Regions from separate parts of the Mus musculus genome. Here regions 1, 2, 3, 4, 5 and 6 are each linked to region 7. The links are chromatin contacts, called in public HiChIP or PLAC-seq and promoter capture Hi-C maps. All regions are on one chromosome and are shown on one strand. Each heading gives the region's core, a stretch centred on a gene start, on an enhancer-like site or on the middle of the called end of the contact. The rest is flanking DNA. Distances are from core to core; before and after follow the strand shown. Region 1 overlaps Zfp326 (zinc finger protein 326). Region 2 overlaps Lrrc8d (leucine rich repeat containing 8D). Region 3 has its middle 17 kb from the start of Gm32230. Region 4 holds the start of Lrrc8d (leucine rich repeat containing 8D). Region 5 holds the start of Zfp326 (zinc finger protein 326). Region 6 has its middle 17 kb from the start of Zfp326. Region 7 holds the start of Thoc2l (THO complex subunit 2-like).

The links. Promoter capture Hi-C pulls out the DNA fragments that hold promoters and counts their contacts. HiChIP or PLAC-seq counts read pairs in DNA pulled down with a chosen protein or histone mark. Capture Hi-C pulls out chosen DNA fragments and counts their contacts.
Region 1: a promoter capture Hi-C map of liver shows a contact between it and region 7, with 2.1 times the contacts expected there. The contact joins the enhancer-like site here to the promoter of Thoc2l in region 7. A contact is called at or near these places in 8 of 39 promoter capture datasets (the 3T3-L1 cell line, the C10 cell line, the HPC-7 cell line and 3 more) and 2 of 115 datasets of contacts at active chromatin or transcription factors (astrocytes and large pre-B cells).
Region 2: a contact with region 7 is called in a promoter capture Hi-C map of pre-B cells, with 3 times the contacts expected there. The contact joins the enhancer-like site here to the promoter of Thoc2l in region 7. A contact is called at or near these places in 3 of 39 promoter capture datasets (the HPC-7 cell line and pre-B cells) and 1 of 115 datasets of contacts at active chromatin or transcription factors (astrocytes).
Region 3: a contact with region 7 is called in an H3K27ac HiChIP or PLAC-seq map of microglia, with 6 times the contacts expected there. The contact joins the enhancer-like site here to the promoter of Thoc2l in region 7. A contact is called at or near these places in 4 of 39 promoter capture datasets (hippocampal neurons, liver and stem cell-derived epiblast-like cells) and 1 of 115 datasets of contacts at active chromatin or transcription factors (microglia).
Region 4: a contact with region 7 is called in an H3K27ac HiChIP or PLAC-seq map of acute myeloid leukemia, with 4 times the contacts expected there. The contact joins the promoter of Lrrc8d here to the promoter of Thoc2l in region 7. A contact is called at or near these places in 1 of 39 promoter capture datasets (pre-B cells), 1 of 484 Hi-C or Micro-C datasets (CD4 T cells) and 3 of 115 datasets of contacts at active chromatin or transcription factors (acute myeloid leukemia, astrocytes and pancreatic cancer cells).
Region 5: a promoter capture Hi-C map of liver shows a contact between it and region 7, with 7 times the contacts expected there. The contact joins the promoter of Zfp326 here to the promoter of Thoc2l in region 7. A contact is called at or near these places in 4 of 39 promoter capture datasets (the 3T3-L1 cell line, hippocampal neurons, liver and 1 more), 2 of 115 datasets of contacts at active chromatin or transcription factors (astrocytes and large pre-B cells) and 1 of 9 other capture datasets (liver).
Region 6: a promoter capture Hi-C map of liver shows a contact between it and region 7, with 4 times the contacts expected there. The contact joins the enhancer-like site here to the promoter of Thoc2l in region 7. A contact is called at or near these places in 5 of 39 promoter capture datasets (the 3T3-L1 cell line, hippocampal neurons, liver and 2 more).

Annotation. Positions count from the first base shown.
Region 1 is chr5:105,896,529-105,900,424 of GRCm38.p6, forward strand. It overlaps Zfp326 (zinc finger protein 326), which reads left to right. Exons shown (of 12, transcript NM_018759.2): 7 at 1-75. Among named protein-coding and RNA genes, the nearest start is that of Zfp326, 22 kb to the left of the region's middle. Within about 2 kb of position 1,848, at least 1 of the 459 cell types and tissues checked has an H3K27ac peak or open chromatin away from gene starts, as enhancers often do. A contact at or near this core is called in liver, where this site is marked.
Region 2 is chr5:105,716,278-105,720,488 of GRCm38.p6, forward strand. All of the region lies in intron 1 of Lrrc8d (leucine rich repeat containing 8D), which reads left to right. Among named protein-coding and RNA genes, the nearest start is that of Gm42166, 14 kb to the left of the region's middle. Within about 2 kb of position 2,069, at least 138 of the 459 cell types and tissues checked have an H3K27ac peak or open chromatin away from gene starts, as enhancers often do. A contact at or near this core is called in the HPC-7 cell line and pre-B cells, where this site is marked.
Region 3 is chr5:105,624,852-105,628,813 of GRCm38.p6, forward strand. No RefSeq gene overlaps it. Among named protein-coding and RNA genes, the nearest start is that of Gm32230, 17 kb to the right of the region's middle. Within about 2 kb of position 1,295, at least 47 of the 459 cell types and tissues checked have an H3K27ac peak or open chromatin away from gene starts, as enhancers often do. A contact at or near this core is called in liver and microglia, where this site is marked.
Region 4 is chr5:105,697,524-105,701,301 of GRCm38.p6, forward strand. It overlaps Lrrc8d (leucine rich repeat containing 8D), which reads left to right and starts at 2,446. Exons shown (of 3, transcript NM_001122768.1): 1 at 2,446-2,731. It overlaps Gm42166, which reads right to left. Exons shown (of 2, transcript XM_017321263.2): 2 at 1-3,340. The coding sequence ends at 2,365.
Region 5 is chr5:105,874,102-105,877,884 of GRCm38.p6, forward strand. Zfp326 (zinc finger protein 326) reads left to right here and starts at 2,467. Exons shown (of 12, transcript NM_018759.2): 1 at 2,467-2,597. The coding sequence starts at 2,582.
Region 6 is chr5:105,857,143-105,861,371 of GRCm38.p6, forward strand. No RefSeq gene overlaps it. Among named protein-coding and RNA genes, the nearest start is that of Zfp326, 17 kb to the right of the region's middle. Within about 2 kb of position 2,264, at least 81 of the 459 cell types and tissues checked have an H3K27ac peak or open chromatin away from gene starts, as enhancers often do. A contact at or near this core is called in liver, where this site is marked.
Region 7 is chr5:104,506,147-104,510,346 of GRCm38.p6, forward strand. Thoc2l (THO complex subunit 2-like) reads left to right here and starts at 2,204. Exons shown (of 8, transcript NM_001166581.2): 1 at 2,204-2,425.

The sequences.
Region 1 (3,896 bases), core at 598-3,097, 1.4 Mb after region 7:
GCGAATTGAGGCTCGGCGAGAGAAGCAAAGACGTAGACGAGAAAAAAACAGTGAAAAATATGGAGATGGATACAGGTTTGTGGTCACTAAATCAAAGATGAGGCTTATTAATAGGTAGATTTTTAAGCTAGGTGTGTTTCCTAAGCATAATATCACATAGACCACATAATGAGACCCTATCTCGAAAAAGTTTACTAAAATTGGCAAATATATTTTACAGAATATGAAAAAGTTCAAGTCAACAGAGATTTGACTAAATTAATAAAGGACTGGGGCTAGGGCTGTTGGTAGAGTGTTTGCCTTCGATACACAAAGCCTTGATAAACTACTAGTTACTCAGTACTGCATAAACCAAATATACCAGTACATAACTATAAGCCCAGCACTTGAGTGGCAGAAGCCAGACTATAGTCTCGAGATTTGACTACAGAGACACTGATGTTCTCGACTAGGAAAGCTTGTGTTTTATTAGTGTATAAGTTTGCTAGAGAAAATTGTGAAGGAATGATGAATGAATAGGCATTGGCAGTTTTGGATAATGACACATTGAAGGGTTATAATGTGGGCTTGGGAAGTGGGTTGGTGGGTAAGCGTATATGCTGCACAGCACAAGGAACGGCCCACATGCGAATCCCCATCACTACAGAGAGATGGCGAGCATGCTGTCAGCAGTGGGCACAGGAGGGTCTCAGGGAAATTGTTCATGAACCCTCAGGTACACAGATGCATCAGGGAGGCACACTGATAAGTGCTTAGTGTGATGCCTAGCACTGAAAACAGGCTGTGATAGGCAGGTGACAGAATTATTAGCCTGTGAGTAGACTGCATTTATATTAGCATGTAGTACATATATATAATGATGTGCTAAATAAAAAGATTTGATTAAACAACAAACTTTTAGAATTAGTTTAGACCCTCATATCCTGTGTATAGAGATTAGAAATTTAAAAAAAATGTAAAAGAGTAAAACAAAGGATTTTCTTCTCTAACATTTTCCAGGCTTAAAGTCAGTTATTATAGGTATGAAAGAAATGATGAGGGCTGGAAAGATGGCTCAGCAGTAAAAAGAATGTGTTGCTTTTCCAAACCCATGTTTAGTTCCCAGCATGTTGTGAGTGTGAGGCACAGATGTGCCTGTTACAATCTTCAGGGGATCCAGTGGCCTCTTCTGGCCTCCTTGGATAGCTCCCCACCCCTACCTAAATAAAAGTAAAATGAATTTTAGAAAGAGATGAATAGATCTGACTGGGGACTCAAAATCTTTTTTTTTAACAAGAGATTTATTTATATTTCATGAATATGAATCTTTGCTTGCATGTATGTATATCCATCGTATGTGTGCAGCAGCTGCAGAAGTCACAGGGCATAGGATCTTCTACCCTGTGGGTGCTCTTAATCACTGCGCCTTGTGCCTTTTCCTCATCCACTTTGGCTTGTCCTTGCTCAGCTCATGTTTAGGCAGTCGTGGTGGTGAGTTTTTATGGTGTAGCTTCTGACATGACTAGGAGACACAATTTCACAGCAGATTGCCCGATCCTTTGGCTCTTACAGTCTCCCCTTCTTCTGCAGCGTTTCTGAGACTTAGGAGTCGTAGGTTTGGAAGTTGTTTTGGGACTAGGTTCCGTAACTCTGCGTTTTGCTTGATTGTGGTTTTCTGTAGTGGTCTTTGTGTGTTGCAAAGGCACGTTTCCTTTATGAGAGGTGAAAACTGCACTTACCCATGGCTATAAGGACAAGTGTTTTAGTGTACTTGGGCCTTGTGCTGGTTTGGTAAGTGGTGGTTGTAGGTTCTTCTTCAGATCTATGACCTCATTAGCCTTCGGTAGTTGGCTAGGTTTCTAGGATTGGCCATGATTCTCTCTAGTTGAGTAGGTCCTAAGTCCAATTAGAGAGCTATTGGTTACTGCCGGGGTGTGGGGGTGCCTGCTGCATTTAAAGAGAACATGTAACTTTTGTCTTTCTGGGTTTGGGTAACTCACTCAGTACTTTTTTAAAAAACAAAAACAAAAAAACTTTTCATCTGTTTACTTGCAAAATTGATGGTTTCATTTTTTTGCAGCTGAGTAGTATTTCATAGTGTATATGCACCATATTTGCTATCCATTTGTTAGTTGAAGGACATTGAGGGTGTTTATATCTCCCAGCTACTATGACTAGAGCAGTGAACACATCTGAGCAATTATCTGTGGAGTAGGATGTTGAGTTCTTGGGGCCAGGAGTGGTGTAGCGGGGTCCTATGGTAGATTTATTTTTAGCTTTTTGAGAGTTCTTCACACTGATTTCCATGGTAGCTACACTTGTTTGCAGTTCTGTCGACAGGAATGATGCTTCCTTTTTCCCTGCATCCCCTCTTAACATTTGTTGTTGGTTTGTATTTTTATTTTTTTAATTTTTGCCATTCTGATGGAGGTAAGATGAAATCTCAAAGTTGTTTTGCTTTTTTGGTTATTGCTAGGGATGATGAACATTTTATGAGATTTTTCTTAGCCTTCCTCCCCACCTCCCTTCATTCAAGACCACTTTGTTCAGGTCTCGGGCCCATATTTTGAATGCCCCCCCCCCCCCCGAAAGTCCTATACACCCATACCCTGGATATTAATCCTCTGTCAGATGTGTAGCTGGCCAAGATTCTCTCACATTTTCTGGGTTTCCCCCAGTTCCTTTAGCTGTGCAGAGAATTTTTAATTTTATGAAGTCCCATATGTTAGATGTTAGCTTTAATTCTTGGGCAAATGAAGTCTTATTCAGGAAGTCCTTTCCTATGCTGTATCGTGTAGGATAGATACTGCCTGTGTTTCCTTCTAGCATTTTCAGGTTTCACTTGTAGGTGTCTGATCTGATAGATGAGGGTCTGTTTCCATTCTTCTGTATGTGGACTCCAGTTTTCTCAGCACTGTCTGTTGAAGATGCTTTCTTTTCTCCAGATTGTGTTTTTGGCGTCATTGTCAAATATAAAGTGGTTGAAGCTGTGTGTGCTCATGTTTAGGTCTTCAATTTTGTTCTTTTGTCTGCTTGTCTGTTTCTGTGCCAGCACCATGTTATTTATTACTATGGCTCTGTAGATCTTAAGATCTGGAATGGTTTTTTGTTTTGTTTTGCTCAGGATTGTTTTGGCTATCAGGGATCTTTTGTGGTTCCATATGAATTTTAGGATAGTTTTTTTCTTTTCTTTTCTATTTTTGTGAAGAATGAGATGGGGATTTTGATTGAGATTACATTGAATCTGTAACCAGCTTTTGCTAAAACAGTCATTTTCCTCATGTTAATTCTTCCAATCCCTGAATGTGGGATGTCTTTCCATTTTCTACTGTCTTTTTCAATCTCTTTGTTCAGAGGCTTAAAGTCTTCATTTTTGAGGTTCTTCACTTCCTTGGTTGAGTTTATTTGGGGATAATTTTCTTGGAGGCTATTGTGAATGGGGATGTGTTCATGATCTTGTCTTTGTATGTTTGTTCTTGGTGCATAGAAAAGCTGTTGACTCATGCAAGTTGATTCTGTATCCTGCCACATTGCTTTATTTGTTATTTATAAAAATTTCCTGGTATAATATCTGGGGTCTGTATAGTTACAATCTCATCTGCAATAGGGATAGTTTGATTTCTTTCCCTATTTGTATCCCTTTAATTTCCTTCTCTTGCCTTATTGCTGTAGCTAGTACTTAAAGCACAACATTGAAAAGGAGTGGGGATAGTAGACATTCCTTGACTTCAGTGGGATTGCTTCAAAGTTTTCCCATTTATGATGCTGGTTGTGGGTGTCTCATACATAGCACTTACTATGTTGTTATGTCTCCTCCAAGCCCTTGGGGGCATGTTGGATCTTGTCAGTTTTCTGCATCTAATTGTTGTCTTTTATTGACTTGAGTATGTTGAACCATCCATCACTGTACTAAGGGA
Region 2 (4,211 bases), core at 819-3,318, 1.2 Mb after region 7:
TATTTTGAGAAAAGAGGACCCTTTTGAGTATCGCTCTGTCTACCATGCACTTCAGCAGGAGAGGAAGTACGTGGAGGTCCTATCATTGACCACAAGACAGTGACCACTTTAATAATGCATTTTGTCTAAACTCTCCAAGCTTTCCCCCCTCAGTCCTGAAGGCCATTGCCATCTCTGTCCCATATCAGAGATTCTAAAACTGGGGTTCGCACAAAGTAACATGTCAGCATTACCATGCTGGGCTGTAACTCAGTGAAACGTTCGACTCAAGTCTGGCACTCAAGGTGTGCAATTCTCTGTGTTCACCCTGCTTTAAGGGAGCAGCCAGCATGGGAGTAGCAGCCAGCATGAGAGTAGCTGTAGAGGATTTGGCACGTGGCAGCCCACAGTCTGTACTGCGTACTTGTATGAGCTGCGCTTTGGGGGCAGTTTCTCTAAGGGGGAGACTAATTTTGACTGCAAAGTCTAGGGGTGACTTGAGCAGGAGCTGACTGGTAAAGGAGATGGTGACAGGTAGTAAGAGAGGGAGGGACCTTGGGACAGCCTATAACTTGGTTCTGTGGCAGACTGGGGGTCAGAGGAGGTGTGGGGCATGTTTGGAGGGTCAACGCATCCTGCTGTGGAGTATGGGCTTTTGAACAAAAGGCATTCCATTCGAGGATGGAATCTTTTAGTTGTAAAAAATTAATTGTATTACTTATCAGAGATCATGGGTGCATGCATGGCATGTGCCAGCCACTGTCAGTGTGTTTGGGAAGCAGCCCTGTCCTTTTCCGGTGGTTCTTGGGGCTAAACTCAGGTCCTCAGGTTGGTGTGACAAGCATTTCCCTAGGTGGCTGAGTCACCTGACCATTTCTCTTCATTTTCTGAGACAGAGTTTTATGTAGCTCAGGCTGGCCTTGAAGGCCTTATTCTTCTGCTTCTGCCCCTCGTGTGCTGGGACTACAGGCCTGGACCATAACCCCCCCCACCCCCCCAACCGTAGGTTCTTGAGAAGGGAGAGAAAGCAGCAGTGTGTCTGCAGCATGGCCAGAGCAGCTGGGGGTGGGGTGGGGTGGGGGGCGTTCCTTAGGACCTGGGAATTATTTAAATGCACAGCTTCCACAAGCTCCCCTGCTGTCACTCCGAGGCAGCAGATCTGGGGTAAGGCCTGAGAAACTGTTCAAGGAGCCTGCGTGTGACTGTACACTCTGGCAAGGACTTTGGGACATTTAGGAGGAGAGTCTGGCTTACAGCCAATCTGCAGTTTGTATGGGAGATTTTTAAACTCTGAGAAGAGACCAGTCATCAGACCCTGCATGCATGCACTCACTCGCACGCAATCATGAGTGTGAGTGTATGCACACCAGTCTGAGGCCAACTGTCTGCCGGCGTGGTATTTCTCTCCATTGATCTCCACCTATCTTTTGAGATAGGGATTCTAAGTGGACTTGTTGCTCACAAATTGACTGGTTGTGCCAGAGATAGAGATTCTAAGTGGATTTGTTGCTCACAAATGCTCTGGTTGTGCCAGTGAATTCTGGGGAGCTAGCTGTCATGTCTGCTGCCTCCTGCTCCCCACCCCCGCCCCCAGATTACAGATGTGTGACTGTCTAGCTTGAGTGTGTATGTGTGTGTGTATGTATGCTGGGGAGCTGAAATGTAGCGCTCACACCTTGAACTACCTCCAGTCCCACAGTGTGTTTCTATTCCCTGTAAATAAGTGTAACTTCAGAGCATTGTCATTGGACATATGCTGTCTATGCCATCTCTCCACTTGTAGCTAGAGGAGTGCTCAGCTTGCTCTGCATTTCATACCATTGTGTAAAACTCTCCTCTTTCGTATATTAGAAGGAAATGGAAGATGGGGGTTTACTGTTGGCTGCCTGTCTCCCTTGACTATCACACTATATAATATGCCTTCTGGAGTCTTGCCTACATTACAGCCCTACTGTGCCACTAGCTGATAAAGGTCCACGGCAAAGTGACATGACTTCCTTTTAAAATGAAGATGTGAGTGTGTGGTTAGTGGTGAGGATAATTTATGTAAAACGGATGCAGTAGTTCCTGGCTCAGAGTTAGTTGTTGCTATCGTTATTTTTGTTGCTATCGTTATTGTCGTAACTGCAGCCCAGAGGCAGTCCTTCCATACTTCTGTCCCTGGCGAGATCTGTCCTTTTGAAAATAGCTGCCCAGACCACAGACAAGAGTCCCGAGAGTGACTGACGTATCAGGAAGTTTCAATTACGTAGGGTTCCTTCTTTTAAGGCTTTTTATTTTCTAGGAGCACGCCTTGCTTACATAAACAAGCTTGCTAGGATACAGCTGGAGCCTGTATCCTATAGCTGAAGCCCCTATCCTGGGGTGGGGAGGCTTTCCCCGCCCCTCCTTATTTCTCAGTTCATTCTTTAGACTCTTTGGAGCCCTGAGATGGTCACTTGTACATTTCCTGTGATCCACTGAGTAAAGGCCTTTACAAACCCTCCTCCCTCCCTTCTTTTCTTTCCTTTTTTGCTTTCTGTTCTCTCTCTCTCTCTTTCTTTTTTGGTTTTTCAAGACAGGGTTTCTCTGTATAGCCCTGGCTGTCCTGGAACTCACTCTGTAGACCAGGCTGGCCTCAAACTCAGGAATCTGCCTGCCTCTGCCTCCCAAGTGCTGGGATTAAAGGTGTGCACCACCTCTGCCCGGCTGTTCTTTCTTTCCTGACAGGGTCTCCCTGTGTAGCCCTGACTGATCAGAATCTGGCTATGTAGCCCAGATTGGCCTCAGACCCACAGAGGTCTTACCTCAGTCTCCTGAGTGCTGGGACTAAAGGCATCTCTATGACTGGCCCACTCTTCTCTTTTAAACTTTGTAGCAGCTGCTGACTTTTGAGGCAAGGTTGTAGCTCAGTCTGGCCTTGAACCTCTTTTGTAGCCAAGTGTATTGTTCAACTTCTTATCGCCTTACCTCTAAACTCCCCAGGTCTGGAGATTACAGATGAGGACCACCCAGCCCCGTTTATTCTCTCCTGGGGACGAGTCCAGCAGCCTCAGGCATGCTAGGCAGATAGGACACCAACTGAGAAATGATGCTAGCCATGACTTTTGAAGGATAATTATTTTTTTCTGAGAAGGTAAACAGTTCTGTCAAGGGAGAAGCTATTTTTCAGCATTAAAGACATTAGAAATGATAATTTATGCTTAAAATAACAAGGTTAGCCCAAATTTTAGTTCTCTTCTCCCTGTGTCTGCTGTTCTTCATCCCAGCACGTATCTGCAAACTTTTCTCACGACCTCCAGTCCCAGCCGTGTGTGTACTGAGCCAGAGTACAAACGGACCATCGGCTTTTCATTCAGGGGATGGCATTTGTCATGGAACTTTACTGATTAGTGGAATATCAGGATGTATTTGATGGTGATCAGCCTCGGGTCCTAGAGTTTCAAGCATATCCCCACTGTCTTGCCATCTTGGGGCTAGAGGCAGATACTGGGCATGGACACCTACAGGACCTCCTTTGAGAATTAAAAGGAGCACAGCACTGTAGCAGCTTGTTTATCTACCATCTCTGTTACTTTGACTGAGCCCTTTGCTCACCCTCATTTGCCCTTCCCGCACCTCTCAAATTAATGTTCTATGCAAATTTGATTATACCAATGTGAACAGTTTCTGTTACTTCTGAGTAGAGATTAAATGGTGTTTCTTCTGGCTCTTTTCCTCCCCTTGTTAGTAAAGGTATCGGCTCTCTGCCTCTAGGCTGCTTGGTTGCTCTGTGGTTCTTGGGGGCCACGGAAGTTGCAGTTGATCAGGGGTCCTGGCTTCTCAGGTCACTGTATCAACTGCTACTAAGATCTAAGTGCATGAAGTCTATCAGGTTAGTCAGCTCCCTGCAGTTGCGAGTTCAGCTGCCTCTGAGCCAGGCAGTTCTGCAGTCTGGAAATCTATGGTGCTGTCAGGTGGAGGAAGCAGTGGCTCTTCCTGGTTGGCCTTGCTGCAAATATCTGCACTTTCTTGTAGTTGCTCTTTTATTCTGTAACTTTTATCAGACTCTAGATTCCTGTTGTGCTGCTGCTCTCTCTGTAGTGTGGTGACCAGTGGCTACACTGTTGCCGTGGAAAGGAAGATCTGAGGATTTAGATGTACTCATAACCGTGACATCCGACCACTCTACTGGGGAAGGCACACGCTCAGGTGTCCTGCTGGTAATTTGTTAAAATGTAGATACTGTGGCCAGGCCTTTATTCTAACACCCT
Region 3 (3,962 bases), core at 45-2,544, 1.1 Mb after region 7:
TGCTGGGTGGGCACAGTGGCCTACCTGTAATTACAGAGCTCAAGAGGCAGAATCAGGGCACTCCCAAGCCGTCTAGCTACACTACCCTAGCTGACCTGGGGAGCTGTGGGTCCAGCAAGAAATCCTGCTTCCATAAATAGAGAATTATCCAGAAAGACATACAACATCAACCTCTGTCCCCCACTACATATGCACACACATGGGTACATGTGCACCCATACGCATGTAAACGTGCATACATGCATGCACATTACACAAAAACACATTTAAAAAAAAAAAAAAAAGAACCCATTACATTGAGATAAAACCAAAGCCAGAAGTAGTTTTGCCAGAACTTAACTCTTTGTTTTCCAGTCCTAGTAAGAAGAAAGAGCTTCTATCTGGTTTCACTCAGAACCAAAGGCCACAGAGAGTAGCTGAGAGTCAGCTAACAATGCCCAGAGCAAATTTCTCTGTACAGAGCAAGACTGACAAACAATAATGTGTGGCATCAACTTGCCAGTGACATTGCCACTAGACCCCATGGAAAGCGCCCAGCAGATCCACCTTCTGCGTCCCTCCTGCCCCCTTTCATACTCTGCTTTCATCTCTTCCCTTGCTTGGTTGCCATTGTTTCCACCGTCCTGCTGATCTTTCAGGTGCAGGGGAGATGTGCCAGTGAGTAGGGTGCTCGCTGTGAGAGCAAAAGAATCTGGGCTTGGATCCCCAACACTCACATAAAAAGCCAGATGTGATATAGAGCTATAATCCAACTGCAGGGAGGGAGTGGTGCAGAGCCAGGATGAGCCCAGGGGCCGGCTGGCCTGCCACACTCAGGTGCCTCTGTTCTTAGAACACAGGTGGTGTCTGCCCACCGGGTCCTAGGCTGCCTGCTTTTCAGGAGGTGGGCTGAAGTAGTACAAGGACAAGTAGTCCAGGAAGGTCGCACTCTACTGAGCTACATGTTCCCAGCTGACCTTCTGGTCTTTATTTATTTATTTACTTGCTTACTTACTTATTTTTCTGTCCTCAAAGGAAAGGTGGAGTCTTCCTGCTCAAGAACTTAATTTCTTTTCCTGTTCTTCCCAATGCTGCATTCCTGTCCTATTCCTGGAGAATGAACCAGGCTTCCTCAGGGTCAGCACTGCAGAGTCTCTGGGTCAACTCAGAAGAACACGAGAGGCAAAGCTAGAGATGCTTTGTCTTCTCAGCTGGTATCATTTCCGAGTGTGTTTTGTAGCCTCTGCCTCAGCCTCTGCAAGACCTCAGAGAGCTCGAGGCAGGAAGGAGCCTGGCTGTCCTTGACTCGTTCCATCATTTTCAGACATAGAGGAAGCACCGGGTTTCATAGCATGAGCTCGGACTCCACAGTGGCTGTCCAGAGGTAACAGATACCTACCTAGAACAGGCAGTCTTGGGGCACATGAGCCAATAGAGAACAAAATCTAAACCAACTCTCCCTCCTAGAGCTCATTCGTAGGCTCAGTGTTTTGGTTTCTTCCTCCAGAGATTCCCCACACCACTAAGAAGTGGCTGTGTTTTCCTATGAGACTGAGACCAATTTAGTTTCGACTATTCATTTATCGTGCCCAAACTTCCCTTTCCTCTCATGTAGCAACCCTGTCACTGTGTGAGCTTTGCCTCTGTCTATCTCCAGGGAATCCTCTAACCTTGGCCTTCTGATCCTAGGATGCCACTCGGGCCTAATTTTGACTAATTTGTTCCAGGGTTGGGCTAGGCTGGTGTACAATTACCCTTAATGCCTCAGAAAAGGGCCATTCCTTCTGTCTGCCATGGGAAAGAATTGTCTCTGCTCTGGGTATTATGTCAGGAGAGCTTTACAGCAAGGTTGGGGGGCAGGGGCACAGGCAGCCTGCACAAAAAGGAAAGTAACATTTTTTTTAATGTTACATTTCTTGAATTCCTAAGTGTACATGAAAAATAACAATGTGTCAGGTTTTATTTTTTAAAGGAAACTTAATAACTAGTCGGGCTCTTTTTCTTCAAGATACAAAAACACACATGTTACATATATTAAAAAAAACATGGGAAAAGACAAATATCTAAATGTAATCAGAAGTTGTCATTTTTAATAGTAAGATTATGAGATTGTGTGTGTGTGTGTGTGTGTGTGTGTGTGTGTGTGTGTGTGTATTTGACTCGTTAAAAGGGTTGTCCAGTTAGATGCATAATCTTCATCCTGATAAGGCAGAGGCAAGAAGTTTATAAATCTGAACACCGGGTGGGGTACACAGTGAGACCCAAACTCGAAACAATAAAATTTCTTGCAAATAATACATCTAGTGGTGTTGTTTTATTTTTTTTACTAAAAAGAAAAAAGCGCCCTGTCCTTTGCATTCAGAAGTCTAAGTTCTCCCATTCTGAGCATGTTTGTCTTTACACAGGGTGGTGGGGGGTGTGGTGCCTGTAGAGTCACCCACTCACTCTGTTACTTCTCAGAAGCTAAGGGGAAGTAGGGAGCCCAAATGGAAGCACGCATGCTCTTCCTGCCTGGCTGGGACAGGCACTACTGAATGGCTGTCCTCAGTGGTGTCTAATAAGTATTGTGTGGCTAAGGCTCTGACAGACCCCAGTCTGTGCAATCCGGGAGTAGGGGACACAGGAATAGTCCAGAGAAGCTTCTGTGGCGGTGATAATATATGAGCTCTATGCTGAAGGACAAACGGAAATCAGCCAAAGAAATGTTCAAGTACATTCTAAGGAGGGTCTGAGAGGTAGAAAACAGAGGTACAGTTAACATCTGCTGCCCAGTGCTGACCAGAAACACCCATGATGCTTACGAAGTTTCCAATCTGGGCTGTCCTGAAGAGTAATCACTAGGTGCATGTGGTCATTAGGCTAGCAAAGGATGGGGGGGGGGGGTTGAATTTGATTTCTTTTCTTTCTCATTTTTTTTAACATGTAGTCCAAACTGGACTTGAAGTTGCTATGTAATTGTGGAACTTGGATCCATGGTCCTTCCACCTCAACCTCAAAGATCCTGGGGTTATGGCTTTATGCCTGCACACTTGGTTTATGTGATGCTGGGGAGCCAAGACATTTTAGGCAAGCATTCTACCTACTCGGCCCTGATTTCGTTGTTGTTGTTTAATTTAACTGTATTAGCAGCAGGGGCTGGAAAAGTGCATCAGTGGTTAAGAGCACTGGTTGCTCTTGGAGATGGCCTGGGTTTTGTTTCCAGCACCCTTATGATGGCTCACAGTTATCTGTAATTCTAGTTCCAGGGATCCAATGCCCTCACCTGGCCTCTGGCCACTAGACATGCAGGTGATGCAAATGTACATGCAAGCAAAACCCTTATATACATGAAATAAATAAATCTTAAATTTAACCAGCAGCTTAGACCCAGGAGCTGCTGTGTCAGACAGCGTAGCTCTGAGCTGCCATCTGGTTTGCTGTAGTAAGGAGTTTTTCTGGTTAGTTTTGTTTCCATTCCAAGGGTGAAAAGGAGTCACTACAAAGTTGCAAAACAGAGTAATTACATGGGTAGATTGAAAAGATTAGTTACAGATTTAGGAGCAAGATAGATTGGCTAGTTTTGAACCTGTATTTGCTTTCCATGAACAACTCGGAGAAGGTGACAAATAGCCCATAAAACAAACATTGCCATAAAAGTTATCTTCTGAATGGATCTGACCATGAAAACTGCCAGACATTTAGGCCGCCCACAGCCCAAGGAGCACAGATGATCATCCCACAGGAGACAGAATAGACAGCATCAGGCACCATTGGGGGGGGGGGCTGCATACAAATGGCCAATTGAAGTCACATAGTATAGTGCCTCTCTAGCAGTCTAAGAAATTTTAAAAAAAGTGAGATTCTTGGGTTTTTTTCCCTGCCGTATTAGTAAAATTTTACTTTGAAGGGCAGTTATTTAATGGATGGACAGCTGCCCTCTTAACCTGCTCTCGGAGGATGTGGGCACCTCCCTCTTGGGGTTGGTTCTGGGAGAGCTGGTTCAC
Region 4 (3,778 bases), core at 1,196-3,695, 1.2 Mb after region 7:
TCAAAAATGTTCACATGAAGTTAATCCCAGCAGCTGGGAGGCAGAGATAGGCAGATCTCTGTGAATTCCAGGACAGGCAGTGCTGTTTAACCTGTCTCAAACACAACAAAAAACATGGGGCTGGAGAGATGGTTCAGTGGCTAAGAGCACTGACTGCTCTTCTACAGGTCATGAGTTCAAATCCCAGCAACCACATGGTGGCTCATAACCATCTGATGCCCTCTTCCGGTGCATCTGAAGACAGTTACAGTGTACTTAGATATAATAAATAAAACTAAAAAAACCATAAAAAAAACAAAAAGTGTCCACATTGAGGGTCTGAGGAGATGGCTCAGTGCCTGCTCACAGAGGACCAGAGTTTGATTCCCAGCACCTACACCAGGCAGCTCACAGCTCGGGCCTCCAGGGGCATTTGCTTCACTTGTGTAAAAGTACACACAGACTGCACAACGCACATAATTAAATATCAATCTTTAAATCTTTTTTTTTTCCTCACGTTTTGGCTGGGCATGGTGACTCACTTTCCTGCAACTTCAGCAAGAGCTGGAGGTGAAATCAGGAGTTCAAGGTCAGCCTGGCCTTCAGGGGACCTGGTCTCAAAAAGAAAACACAATTTCCAAATTGTATTTCAGAAGAATTTGTCAAACTTGATCTCACATTCAGCATGTGACAATGTGTTCTCTCTCTGTGGTGTGCACACAGGCTGGCTGATCAGTTCTTTGCTTTCTCTATTTATACCAATATTTGGAGGGGGTTGGGGGGCTTGGGTGAGAGTGTTTTTTGAAACAGGACCTCATGTCACCCATGCTGGCCTCAAACTGGTTATGTAGCTGAGGGTAATCTTGATCCTTCTCCTGACTCCAGTCTAGTGCTGAGATTTTGTTTGGTTGGTTTTTCGAGAGAGGGTTTCTCTGTATAGCCCTGGCTGCCCTGGAACTCACTCTGTAGACCAAGCTGGCCTCGATCTCAAGAAATCCGCCTGCCTCTGCCTCACAAATGCTGGGATTAAAGGTGTGAGCCACCACTGCCTGGCCTACCTTTTAATTTATACCAATAATAAAACCATAAAAAAACCACAAACCTCTAGAATCAGCTTGAAAAAAAAAAAAGATGATAGAAAAAGCAAGTGGTGGTTCTGCAAAGGGAGAAACTTTTCTAAACTGATTTTAACAGCAGGACATTTTTCATCCAGCCGTCCCACCATTAGTTGTCAGGAGCATGAAAACCTCTAACCTCCTAGATCAGCAAACCCAGGGCTGTAATTACATCACCTGCCACACACTGGCTGCCCACGCACTTCCTCCTTGGCAGGGTGTAGGGAATTGGAGAGGCTGCAGTCCGGGAGGGTCCGGGAAGCAAACAAAAGGCTGAGGTTCCATCTAAAACTGCCTGGGGCTGCTCAGCGGGAGGGTGTTGGCCCTCAAGGCCTGGCCTCTTCTTCCATGTCTGGGCGGCCTACTTCTACCTTTTAGGGGCCACTGTCACCATCTGGGAGCCCAGAAAAACATTTTCCTTTTTGCCTCTCTCTGTAGGATCCTGGCCTTCTTTAAGAGCGTTGGATGATAAATGAATCTGGAGGGCATCTTTTTGGGCATGAGTTCCCAGAAGCGTGAGGTTTCAGATGAAAGGAGATACTGAAGTATGGGGAGGAATCGTTTGTTTTGATTGAACTAAAATAATTACCCTGACTGACTTGGTGTCCTGGCCCTCATCTCTCCACAGAGGAAAAAAAAAAAAAAAGAACACTAAGGAAACTTCACCCGCACGGCAACAAAAACACACCGGAAAGCTATCGAGTTGGGAAACTTTTTTTAGAACAACTTCCCAAGTGCCTGTTTCGTACGCACGACGTTTTTGGCTTAAACGACTGGGACCAGGGAGGTCCCGATTCAGCTGAAAATAAAACGTACGAGATAAGGCATTGTTAGCAGAGAAATCTGTTTGCGCAGACATTAAGTTAGGTGCACGAGCCCTGAATCCCAGGTAATTGCTTTTTCCCAGTTGGAAGGCACTGGATGACTTTTTAATGCCTACCCCGCACCCGTTCTCCCAATCTCAACGATCAGCTTTTAGTGGTCAGAACAGCCTCCTGAAACTGCAACACAGACGAAGCTTCCCGGCCCAGCCCGGTTGCTTCAAGGGAACAGACAGCCTGGCACCATGCCCTGCCCAGGTGCGCTTGAAAGAGATAAGCTCTGCGCCTCCGGCGACGTTCGGCGGCCATTCTTCTCCGCCTCGTGCACCTGCTGAGCTTCAAGCAGCCAGCCCAGAATCCCGGTCACCTCCCGGCCACCCAGCCCCTCGGGTCAGCCGGACCGACCCCCTAGGCAGGCGCGGCGGGGTGCGCGGGCCCAGAGCAGGCAATCACATGGAGGCCCGGGCCCGCCCCATTGGCTGCGACCCGGCCAGTCGCGGCGCTCGCAGGCTGCGGTTGGTCCCAGAGCTGCGGCGCCTGCACGGGCCTGGAGTCCATGTTACGCTTTGTCTAATTCCCCTCGTTACAGAGTCATGTGCTGCTGCTCCCGTCGCCGCCGCTGCCGCCGCCCGGGGTGCCCCGGCTCCTCCGCCGCGCTTAGAGGTGGCAGCCGCGGGCGGGGCCGCGGACTCAGGGTCCAGGGCGCCGCGCGCCTCCGGGGCGCGTCCCGGTGCAGCCGCCGCCCGCCGCAGGTGATGCCGCCGCCTCCCGCCTCCGCCTAAGCTCCCGCACGCGCGGCCCGGGCTGCCCGCGAAGGTGGGTGCGCGTCGGTCCACCCTGGCCGGGAGGGCGCAGGTGGAGCGGCCCCGGGGCGCGCAGACGTCCGGCCTCTCGGCGCCGCGGGGGAGCACGGCTGCTCCCGGGGCTGCGATCGGGAACTCCGGAGGGCTTCGGGACCCTGGGGCGGGGAGTGCGACCAAGCCCCCCCACCCCGTGCTGGGACATTGTTTCGCTTTGGGCCCTGCGCGGGCCGGGTGCCGGCTGCCGCGCTCCCGCCTCGGCCTCCGTGCGCGCGAACGCAGGGGCGGAGATTGCCTATCGCGGTGGCTCCGAGTCCTCCAGGAGGTGGGTGTCTGGTGTCTGGCCTGGTTGGCCCGGAGCCGGCGAGAGGAGCCCTTGAACTTCTGCAGAAACGCTTCCCCATCCGCCTCCGTCCCGCTCCGGGTGGGCCACTCGGGGTGCTCGCGGGTTGGGGCGGGGAAGGGAGGGGAGCCCTGCGCCCCGCCCTCCGCGCCCGGGGGGAGGGCACTGGGGCCGCAGGTGCACCCTGCGCGCCGCGGGCCATCTCCGGGTTGGGTACCGGTATAATCCGCTTCTAGCTTGTTTGGAAGCGTGGGCTCTTGGGAACGGGACTTCTGCTTGATTCTGGTTTAGGGGCTTGAAAAAGAGGAGAACTGGGGTGCCTTCCCAGAGGACTGTCACCTCCAGTTACTGGAGGGTCGATGGGGGACACTCTGTCTCTGTCCCCCTTTATGTGGGGTATCCCTAACAGATAAGGAAATGAGATTTTTTTGTTGTTGTTCTTTGATTTTTTTTTTTAAGCCATCCGCAGTGAAGGAGAACTGCTTCGGGTCGAGGGGAGGAGAGGTAGGTCCCCTCTGGAGAGGGTTGGGGTATAAGGTCTCGCGGTTCCCATGCAGCTGGGGTGTGCGTGGCAGAGAGTGGGGAGGTAGGATTGCTGGAAAGAAAAAGCAGGGTAAAGAAATGGGAGCAGAAGGCGAAGAGATGAGACCAAGTATTGGGCGTCCTCGCCGAACCGGAGCCCTGACTTGAGACTTTGGGGGCTCCTGTTTGGTTTCTTTC
Region 5 (3,783 bases), core at 1,217-3,716, 1.4 Mb after region 7:
GGAACACGGGAATGTGACCTGAGAATGCTGTTGCTGTTTTTAAATAAAAGTAAATCTGGGTTATGTTCTGAGGCTGCTCAGGGGCTAATACAAAGGTCAGGAGTCACATTAAAGCACAGGGCTGTTTGGAGAACTCGGCGTCTGAAGCTGGCAGCCCAAATGGGGAGAGTGGGCTGGAGAAATGGCTCTGTGTTTGATAGCACTTGCTGCCCTTTCAGAGAAGCTGAACTCAGGTTCTAACACCCATGTCCATGAAATTACCGTGCCCTGTCACTTCAGCTGCAGAGGGTCCGATGCCCTCTTCTGGCCTCCACAGGCACCCACGATCGTGCACATACCCTCACACAGACAATGCATATCCATAATTGAAGTGGGAATGAAAGCGTTCTTTGGAAAGCTGGATGGTGTTTGGCCGGGGACAAACATGTGAAGGTGTGTTTCGCTGAAGTGGACACAGGTGAAAGGATCTTCTGTCAAAGCACGCTCATGAAAGGACACCTCGCTGGTGTATCTGTGACGCTCATGAGAGGACACCTCGCTGGTGTATCTGTGAAGTGTTCGCCAGGGGGTCGAGCTGCCGCTGCTGAACTGAACTGCCTGTTTCCAGACAACACAGGCGAGAGTGGCTCCAAAGAACCTTTCTAAGCAGGTCCACTTCCCCCTTATCCTTTCTTTCCCACTACCTCTGGTGGGTGGTGGGATAGAAGGGGGTGTGTGTGTTAAAGTGCTCTACCTGAGGTTCTGAGTTCTATTCCCAGCAAACCACATGGTGGCTCACAACCATCTGTAAATGGGATCTGATGCTCTCTTCTGGTGTGTCTGAAGACAGCAACAGTGTACTTACATATAATAAATAAATCTTTAAAAAAAGTCTTTATAAAGACGAAAGAGAGAGAGAGAGAGAGAGAGACAGAGACAGAGACAGAGACAGAGACAGAACAGGGTGAGAGGAAGGGGAATACAGGGAGAGGGCAAGGGTCAGGCAGTATCTCTACCTTTTGTTTGTGTTCTATGTTAGGCAGCATTGGACAGATCTACTCAGAGCCTTAATGTGGGAATGACATGACCAGTTGGCATCGGACCCCATTACAGATGGCTGTGAATCTCTTTGTGGTTGTTGGGAATTGAACTCAAGACCTCTGTAGAAGAGCAGTCAGTGATCTTAACCACTGAGGCATCTCTCCAGCCCTGTATAAGCAAGAGTTTTGCAGGGAGACAGTGAGTATCCTAACTCAGGTAGTGGCCACGAAAATGGAAAGGGTGGGGCCGACCTAAGATATCTTAGGTGGGGTAAGCAGATACAAAAGTGTGTGGATTGGAAGTAGGAGGCTGAAAGAGCGGTGAGCTAGTCTCGAGTGGACTGGACCGAGTCAGCCTTCTGGCTGGGATTAGTGGGCGGTTTGCTCACCGCCCCGTGAACAGCCAAGAGAATACACGAGGATAAGCAGGTCTGAGAAGGGAAATTGTGAGTTCAGCTTTCAGCCCAGGTGAACAGAAAACATGTGTGGGAGGGGAGAAGAGAAGGAATTGGGAAAGGGTGGAGAACAGGATGAGTCAGGGAGGGTGGAGGAGGAAGAGATGAGCAGGAGGACACAAAGCCGTGCCCAGATTTGGGGCTACTGTGGTATACCTCCCTGTGCTTCCAGTTTTATTTCCGGCTTCCTCCGAACTGAGTCTAGCAAATTGAGTGCAAAGAATTGATGTCTGGCTTCCTATCTAGGTAACCAATTTGTTGTTAATGCCATTTGCTCTGTGAGGACAGAGAGAAAATTATTTAAAACTGTGGTTCAAGTCCACAAGAGTCTTCCCATAGTGTTCCTGAGTGAATACCTTTGCATCTGCTCCAACACAATTTTAAAAGTGGAATAATCTCTTCCTCCCCCTCCCTCCCTCTCCCCTTCGAGCTGAACGGTGGACTACTTTCTTCCTGCCAAATCTTTCCCATCTGTGAACTTTCACAGTTGCTTTACTACCTTCAACCCAGCAGTGGCTAGCAGCCTGTCTTGGGATAGTCTTATGATCCTGTCCTATTTGGCAATCAGGGTTCCTGTGCACGCCCCACACTTCTGTGTGTCAGAGGAAGGAACTCCATAAGTAGTGAAAAAAATCTCTCCTCCTCACTCCTTCAGCCAACAGTAGCCAAAGGTCGCCATGTCATTTAATGAGTTTCTGCAAGAGAAAGGCACTCCCTCCTGGACCCGGTTGCTCTTGCCAGGCTCCAACATGGCCGGCCAACCGGAGTCCTTCCAGAACATCCCTCTCCAGCCTTCCGCACTCCCGTTTCACCTTCCGTCCCCCGCGATCCCCAGGGTCAGGACCCAGGAGCCTGACAACTGCCTCGCTTCCCGCCCCCCTCGCGAGACCCGCCCACCACCCCGCGTCGGCCAATCGGAGGCGGTGCTGCGACGACTGGCAGGCCCGCCCGACCCCGCCCCCAGCCTCGCTGTGGCCTGCGGCTTCCCGGCTAGTAGCGCCGCTGTCGGTCGCGCGGGCCGGTCGTGTGGACACTGCCGTATCGCGGGCTCTTGCCGCGGGCCACAGCGAGCGCAGCGCGGAGACCGTCAGCCCCGCGGCGTCGAGCATGGACTTCGAGGACGGTGAGCGGCGCGCGGGGCGGGCCGCCGTGGCGGGCGGGCGGGAGGGAGGGCGGCGGGCGGCCTGCGCCGGGGGTCTGTTTACCGCCTCAAGATGGCCGTGTGGCTTTGTTCTGTGGGCCGCGCAGCGACCGCGGGCCCGGCCCGGAGCCCTGTGGTCCGGGAGCCCCACGTGGGGGTGCGGCCGGCCCGGGGCCCTGCTGTCTAGGGGGTCGGCCTAGCTGCGAGCCTCGGGGCCTCGTCCGCGGCCGCCTGCAACTTCCTGGCCTCGCCGAGCGGCGACCGGGCCCACGGGGCCCACGGGGCCCTCGGGGCAGCGACCCGGTGGCGGGTGGAGCCGGTCCTCACCGTGTCGCCCCGGGCTCTGGAATCTTGCTCGACACAGGCTGCCTCGGGCTCGTGCGATGCTTCTCCGTGTGAGAGGAGTATAAAGGGCGTCTCTAGGCGTTCCATCGAGATGGGCTTCGGTTCCCCCAGAACCAGAATCTGCAAGTTATTACCACGTAGCCGACCGAGCTGTCTAATATCTCACCCAGGTTACCTGCTAGTGAATACCGCGTCTGAAACAGCTCCGTGACCCAGTGCATTATCATTATTATTTTTGTTTTTAGGGGTGGTAGTGGTGGGGCTTGTGTATGAATGCTACCTAAGTTAGAATTCTGGCACAGCAAGCCCCAGATGCCCTTCACGTTCAGCTAGATCGGTGCACAGCAGCCCGTGTTGGACTTGCTGGTTAAATAAACCGAATTGTAACGTTGCTTTTCAGCTTTCCCTGGCCGTGAAGTACAGTTAATTTGGTATCTTCAAACCTTGCTCAACTTTTATAGGAATCAGTGTCAAGATAAAGTGATCAACAGTAGTGATAGTGTTAGGGAGCCGAGGAACAGTTTGTAGGATTAAACTGGGTGTAATCTCGAGGAACTAGGTATTTCTAAATAAAACCGGTTCATTTCTTGTGAAGGAAGCCTCTGCCTCCACCAGAAATGGGCTTTGACATTGAATGAGGTGTGCTTTTTTGGCGTAGGTCGTATTGCATGAGCTTTTGATTTTTGATTTGCTACAAGAGGTTGAGGCTGTCAAGTGTAAATATAGGAAAAAGAATCACCCTTTTCGGAGTACTTTTCGGTTGCTTTGAAATATAGTTCAGCTCTTCAGGATAGCATACCGTCCTGCTTGTGCTTCGGGGTTG
Region 6 (4,229 bases), core at 1,014-3,513, 1.4 Mb after region 7:
AGGAGGAGAGTTGAGCCTGTCTTTTTGTAAGGCACAGCAGAGTGGAAGGTACAGCCTCCTGAAGAAAACCTTTCTGGGAAGAGAAAGGTCCTCTGTCTGGCTTCCTCCTCCTGTAAAGCTTTAGTCTCACAGAGGTGTTTATGAAACAGATTTGCTCACTGTGTAATGTCTGTGTTATTTTACAGAGAAAAGCCGCTCTGTCATTTGCCCTTGGAGCATGCTCTAGGTCTTTGCAAACCAAAACTGCATGTTTGCCTTATTATAGAAAATGTTCTCTGAGTCAGACATTTTGACCCTCATTAAACTGAGCCTCAAAGGGCCAGATAAGGAGGCCCCCGGGCTCAGTAGCCTGTCCTGGGTCTCACTTGCCTGACCAGTGGACCTGGAGAGATTTCAGGGAGCTACAGTGACCGGCTTGGCCGAAGTCTCTTTGCCAAACTCACTCCAGGTGGAGCATGGTGAGCCTCTTTGGACTTGAGAATCGGAGGCTGTCTGGGTGAGAGGGCTTCACTTAGCTGTACAGTTGCAGCTGGAGAATTCTTCAGGGATTGACGGAGACAGCTGTAGGGAAGGCTTTGTCTCTCTCACCATCAGTATTAAGCCCTTTATGTCATCTCTCTGCCCTTTCCCTATGATATGTCTGCTCATTCTCCTCTTTTTATTAGCAGACTAATATAATAATTCCTTGGTCTGAATCCAGAGAGAGCTAGTGCGAATGACTTTGCCCTTTGAGTAGATCCTTCTGCACAAAGCGTCTTTATGCCTCAGACCAGGTGGATGCCTTTGACCCAGTCTCTAGTCACGTTGGTCACCTGTGCAGGCATGGGCCCATGTGACTCCATGTGCAGGCATGTGACTCCATGTGCAGGCATGTGACTCCATGTGCAGGCATGTGACTCCATGTGCAGGCATGTGACTCCATGTGCAGGCATGTGACTCCATGTGCAGGCATGGGCCCATGTGACTCCATGTGCAGGCATGTGACTCCATGTGCAGGCATGTGACTCCATGTGCAGGCATGTGACTCCATGTGCATGCATGTGACTCCATGTGCAGGCATGGGCCCATGTGACTCCATGTGCAGGCATGTGACTCCATGTGCAGGCATGTGACTCCATGTGCAGGCATGTGACTCCATGTGCAGGCATGTGACTCCATGTGCAGGCATGTGACTCCATGTGCAGGCATGTGACTCCATGTGCAGGCATGTGACTCCATGTGCAGGCATGGGCCCATGTGACTCCATGTGCAGGCATGGGCCCATGTGACTCCATGTGCAGGCATGTGACTCCATGTGCAGGCATGTGACTCCATGTGCAGGCATGTGACTCCATGTGCAGGCATGTGACTCCATGTGCAGGCATGTGACTCCATGTGCAGGCATGGGCCCATGTGACTCCATGTGCAGGCATGTGACTCCATGTGCAGGCATGGGCCCATGTGACTCCTCTGAGCCTGGAGGCTGTGGATTTGGCTCTTCCTATTACCTTTGTTTTGTTTTGTTTTGTTTTGTTTTGTTTTGTTTTGTTTTGTTTTGAGACAGGGCTGTGTAGCCCTGGCTGTCCTGGAACTCACTTTATAGACCAGGCTGGCCTCCAACTCAGAAATCTGCCTGCCTCTGCCTCCCAAGTGCTGGAATTAAAGGCGTGTGCCACCACTGCCAGGCTGGCTCTTCCTATTAGAAGCAGCTGTGGGATAACATAGACCCTGGGACTTCAGGCCACCGGCTGCCTAATTTGCCTGAGTGGTCAGCCCTCAGATTTCCTTATCCGAAATAAAGGACCACAGTATGATAGTTTTCACAGGGCTGCAATGAGGCTTAAGCAGAGCAAAGGCACAGGCAAAGGAGCTTTGTAACATGTCAAATATTATACTAATGATAACGTTATCAATAGGGATAACCTCTGGGGCCATTTCTATCTGGTTTTGTAGAGAGGTTGCCTGGGTATCTAAGAAGGGAACAATGACAGGTAACAATGGTGGGCCCTTGGGAAGGGAGTCTCCTGTCTACTAAGGAAGAGCAGTCACATGACTGGCCAGGAGCTCCATCCTCAGGTTCTCACATGGTCCAGGTACTTGGGGTAGTGTGTGTGTGTGTGTGTGGGGGGGAGGCTATTAATTTAGGAAGAGCCTGTTTCATGTGGTCTCTCCCTCCTCTACTCATGCCTACACTTTGCTAGTTAACCCCCCCATCCACCGCCCCCAAGAATGTTTATAAAGACAGGGAGAAAAGACACACAGGAAATACAATGAGTTCTGAGAAGGGAGCGGCCACAGTGAACCAGCTGAAGTAAGGAGACACTGGGTGTGAGTTCCAAGAAGGGCTGGGCTGTTCGGCCCACACAAATGAGCTGCTCCGGAATTTTGGCTTAAAGCTAAACATCCTGTCCCTGCCAGGAAATGTCAGGCCCTTTGCATGAAAAGTGCCTCTGACCCTGGGCAAAGCTGTAATCAGATGCCCCTGGACCCCCTGACTCACTCCTGAAGGGAGCCACTGAGATCAGAGCCCTGATAAGTACAGTCTCTTTGTTAACTAACTTTACCAGGTCCTTCCATGCTGAGAAGGAAGGGTGACTACATAGATACTATTTTAATGATCCCTTACCTTAAACCCAATCCTGAATTCAAACCTAAACCCAAACCCAAACCCAAATTCCAGCATTTGGGATGCAGAAACAAAGCAGGAAGATTAGGCGTTCAAGGCTAGCCTCTGCTTCATAGCTGAGTTTGAAGACAGCCTGGGTTCCTGGGAAGGGAAGCGGGTCTTTACAAGCCTAGACAAACAAACACCAGCAAACCAGAGTCCTGTCTGAATGGGCTCAGGTTACATTCAGGTTGAACTGTGACCCTTCCTAATTTTATCCATAAAAGCAAATGTTCAAAAGTACACTACAAGCTGAAATGTCTTGGTCCAGCACAGTCTCTGCTAAATTCTGACGGCTAAAGTGGGCCTGTGTGGTGCCATGTGGGGTGGGAAGATTAAATGAGGCACAGGAAAAGCGGAAGCAAACCTTTGACGTCTTCCTTCCCGAAGGATACAGGAAGGCCAATCGAGGGGAGATAGGGAACGAGGAAGGGGATGAGTCTCCCTCCCTGTACTAGACTAATTTCGTTGTGGGCTTTGGCAGATATTAGTACTGGAGGCGGGGGAGGGTCCTGGCTTTCTTCTCCAAGGGTTTTTAGTTCGCTGCTAATTAGGGCATTGGAGAAATTGCCATGATAATTATAGTGTCTAGACTTGGGAGCTCCAGAAGGCAGTAAGAGAATATTTAATTGTATAGCTAAGAAGCAAAGAGAGGATGACAGGACTCTGAGCCTTCTATGAGAACAATGCTGCACTGAATCTTGCTTCTCAGAATTGCCCCGACACTGTCTGTTATGTCAAGGGGAGTCTGGGGTGTTTTGTCTTAGCATGCAGTTTTGATTCTGCTGGAATCTGAATGTCGGTAGAAGGCCCACCACACCTCACCTCGCGTCTGATGGACCCAGGCCGGGAGTTCAGCTCAGTGGCACAATGCAAGCATGGTGTGCAGGCACTCTGGGCTGGATATCCAGCACTGAATAAAACAGAGATGAGCTTCTATCATCCAAGTACGTGGGATGCACCAGGTGGTGGTGGCGCACGCCTTTAATCCCAGCACTGGGGAGGCAGAGACAGGCGGATTTCTGAGTTCGAGGCCAGCCTGGTCTATAAAGTGAATTCCAGGACAACCATGGCTACACAGAGAAACCCTGTCTCGAAAAAAAGAAAACAACAACAACAACAACAAACAAGTACGTGGGATGCAGGAGGATCAGAAATTCAAAGTCATCCTTGGCTACATAGCAATTTTAAGGCCTATGACACATAGTCTTAAACAAACAAACAAACAAACAAACAAACAAACAAACACCAAAGCCTTTGCCCAGTGTGATGTTGCAAGCCTTTAGTCCCAGCACTTGGGAGGCAGAGGCAGGAGGATTTCTGTGAGTTTGAGGCCAGCTTGGTCTACAAAGCAAGTTCTGGAACAACTAGGGATGTTACACAAAGAAACCTTGTCAAACCAAAAAACCCAAAACCCCAAACAACAACATCAAAACCAACTAAACTAAAGCCTTCATTTCTTCAATGTTTTCCAGGGGTCTGGAGAGAAAGCTGTGCTGTGCCACTGTGGTCTTGATCACGTTACCTTTGTAGTGTGTCACCATCAAGGGTGTAGGGACAGATGCTTGGGGGCTTTTATTTTTGT
Region 7 (4,200 bases), core at 954-3,453:
AACAGGACCCAGGCAACTTATAGAGAAAGAGTTTATTGGTCCTTACAGTGGGTGAGCCTGAAAGATCCTGACAGAATGTAAAAGGTCACAGAAGCCCTGAAATTGGCAAGATAGATTTCACTGTTAGCAGAACTAGCTTCACTGATTTAGAAAAATAGAGGTGCACAATGCTCTGGCCACTCCTTGAACCCGTGTGTCTGCCAATGTTTTGACCGTTCCTTGAACCCAGGTGTGTGCCCACTGCTGCACCTCACTGCCAGGTGTTTGTGATATTGGTTGCTGAGAAAGAGTCGGAAAATCTTCCCAGCAACCACAGCCGGGCCAATCCTGAGTTGCTACACCTGCACCAGACTCTTTCCTTGTACCCCTCCCATACCCATTTCTTGAGAATAGACATTGTTTAGTTCTGGAAACCCCCTACTCCTCCCTTCTCCTTTCCCCCCTGAGGGCCTATAAAAACTGGCCTTTCCCCTCGTGGTCGAATCCTCTACCCCTGCGTGGGATATGAGTCGTCCCCAGAGCTCTGGCTTTCCCCGAATAAAGCCTCATGTGGTTTACATCAAGCCTGGTCTCTCATGAGTTCTTGGGTGTCCGCTATTGTCCCGACGCCTGAGCGAGGGGCTCCTCACGGAGTCTTTCAAACCCACAACCATCATGGTGAGGTGTATGACATCAAGCAGGTAAACATGGCGGTGAGGCAGTAGCCCAGAGCTTACATCTAGATAATAAACATGATGCAGAGAGCTAACTGGTAGTGGTGTGTGCTTTTGACACCTCAGAGATCACCCCAGTGACATATCTTATCCAATAAGGTAACAACTCCTAATCCTTCCCAAATAGTTCTACCAGTTGGGGACCATATATAAGAAACCATGCATGCTCAATATTGCTCAAAAAGCTAAAAGTAAATCTACCATGACTCAGATCCACTCCTCTGCATATGCCCAAAGGACATCCTCCTACAGATGCTTGCTTAGCAGTGTCCATTGCTGCTCTGTTCACCATAGCTAGCGAGGGGGAACCACCTAAATGCCCTTCGAGTGATGGACGGGCAATGCAAATGTGGCACAGATACACCACAGGATAAAGGAAAATGACATCATGATGTTTGCAGGTAAGTGCAGCTCTTGCCAAGATGCAGGCATTAAATAGTTGCTGGGGAAAGAAAAATGAACAATCTCCCACCCACATTCATTATTTTCATATTGGGCAAAGACATCTAAATAGAAATAATTGCTTGGAAAGTGACCAAGCCACTTATACAGTATCTACTGTTATATGCAAGGCAATGTAGTGGATCCTGATCATGGTAAAAATTTTTTTTAATGTGCATCTCTATCTGTCTACAGCTTACTATTGAATCAAAAAAACCTTATTAAGTCATGTGTTTGAGATACATATATGCATATTTGCACATCTCATTTGATTTTATGTATTTCTGTTGCTTTGTAACATAATGGTCAGATATATACTCCTGAACAATTTATTGATTTTATACATACACGACATAATAACCAGATAACAACAGAAATGACAATTTTCGGAGATGGGGTCAAAATATGAGTTCAATTCTTAATGTATTTAAAACCTGATGCCTTTTTAAATTAAAAAGAATTTTAATCTAAAAATAAAGAAGTTTAACTTTCACCCCTCATCAAAGCTTCTTTTCATACTGGATAGAGAGCATGACAGACACCCACAAGTAGCAATGTCCCAGTTCTCCCAGTACAATGTGCAATAACTATAAAATATTTCCAAGTTTCTGTATAATGCATACATACATCCTTCTGATAAAAAGTTTTATAAATAGCTTTAAGGGCTTGGTTGGGAACAAATTTTGGCAGCTGTCTACAGTGAACAAGTATTTTAGTCCTTCCCTAACTCATGCCTTGACTTCTCTTGAGATGCAACATACTTTGGGAGATAAACAGACTTTTTCCATAGTACACTACCAGATTTTCCACCAGTTGAACCACATCATTTTCGGAAAGCTCTCAGAATTGTTTGTATTTAGCATTCACATTCAAATGAAACCGCCAGTGCACACAGTCACCTCAGCAAGGCATTTTCTAACAAAGGCGCAGTGATGACCAACGACCTCAGTCCCCACCCCGCCCCCCGCCCCCCGCCCCCCGCCCCCCGCCAGCAACCGAAGTGCGGCCGCGCGTGCGCAGAGGACTCGCTGCACCGCCGCCGTCCCTCCGCAGTGACGTCAGCCGAACGCCGAGGAGATCCCGACCGGTTTCCCACCGCTCTGTGGAGTCGGCGGTGTGTCGTTGGTGTCCCTATCGAGCTGGGTCAGGAGGGCGCGGAGCGGTGAAGCCCTTCCCGAGCCGCGGCGTAGAGGCGGTTCGCGGCGGCTGGAGCGGGGAGGCGCGAGCCGGCGCGGTCGCGGCGGGCGGCGCGGGCGGAGCGCGAGCGAGCGGTGAGTCGGCATGGCGGCCCCCAGGCGAGCGGGCGGGCTGCGGCCTCTGTCCAGCTCGGCGGCGGCTTGGCGGACCGGGCTGTGCTAACACACGCAGGGGAAAGCCACAGACCCCCGAGTCTTTCCGGGGCGTTCTTGAAGCGAACAGACCTTAAATGAGATCTGGTGTCACCGGGCGCTTCCTCAGCCCCGGCATTTGGTGGCTCCCGTGAGCGTCTCTGGGCACATAGAACGCCTACCTGGCCCGCAGGCAGTAGGTGGTTTCTGGACCGCGAGCTCCGAAGAGTTAAACTGTGTGCCAGGTGCAGTAAACTCAGGAACTGGAGCGAAAGGAGTGAAGAGTTGACAGCACTACCGGGAATTACTTCAGTATTCCTCACCCGGTTCTAATAAGTAGTTTTTTGCAATATTCTGAAGCTGTGGAAATGCTGGATACGGGGAAGGTGGTTGCGATTAAATTAAGAGAAAGGACGGGGTGCCAGGATTTTAGGAGTGTGTTTTGCCGTCCCTAGGTTTGCCTGCTACATTTGCCCTCAGAAATTTACCTCCCGTAGGAGATTTTCAGGATCATATTTACAACCAAAATCAGAATATTATCAGCTTAAATTGACACTGGGCATTATTGTTAACTTGAACTGGGAAGCCCCAGTTCAAGAAACTCAGCCAAGGTGCATGGACAAGAACGTTGATTGTTTATAGAGTACTGAAAACACTGCAGTATACTTTATACAAATTTGAAGGCATGTATTCATGATATGCCCAAATATTTGGCAGAAGTTATTCTTTTGAATGCTTTGCAGAAGACGTCTTAATCTTAAACACTCATATAAATACTCTCGCTTCATTTCAAGCCAAAATGGGGATGCTAGCTTCTTTATACTTAACAGTTATTTTGATACCAGCAAGCTTTGTAGTTCCAAAAGATGGTGTAAGTAGCATGGGTCGCCTAAGGCCATTGGAAACCGTGTTCACATTACAGTTCATAACAGTAGGTTATGAAGTTGCAACAAAAATAATGTTATGGTTGGGTCACTACAGCATGAGGAACTAACTGTATCAAAGTGTTGCAGCATTAGGAAGGTTGAGAACTGCTGACATAGAGGTAAAAGAAAACACAAAAGAAAAGAAAGCACATCACAAAATAGAGACCAGGATAGTCAGCCAAATGAAACATTCTGGTATTATGAAAATAAACCATGTAGGCCAAGTTTAATTCCCACCACTGCTGTAATGGAGAGGCATACATGTGTGTGTGTATCAAATGCCTATATATTATGTAGGCTGAGTTTCATTCCTACCACTGCCGATGTAGAGAGACATGCATGCGTGTGTATCAAATGTCTGTATGTAGTCTAGGGGTTCCCACCCTCCTCCTTTTCCTCTCCTTTCACTTAGAATAGGTCTAAACCAATAACCAGACCACAGCAAGGAAGCATGGATAGTTACTGTTTCTAGAACCCCGTGTTGAACAGAATACCTAATTTGATACTGTAAAGTGTATTCATTAAGAAACTTCTGGACCTTTCTTGGAGAGTGAAATTATTAGAAAGGTACCAGGGACAGATACAAGGTGACTGTTTTATACAGTCCATCTAATTGCCCTTAAGTTTATTTGTTGGTTTTTTCAAATTTTTTAAAATTCACTTTATATCTTTATGGTTGTCTTTTCCCCATCTCCCCCTCTCACAGTTCCTCCACCTCACTCCTTCTTCTCTAAGTGGAGGCCCTCCCAACCCTGGCACATTAAGTCTCTGCAGGGTTAGATAGTTCCTACT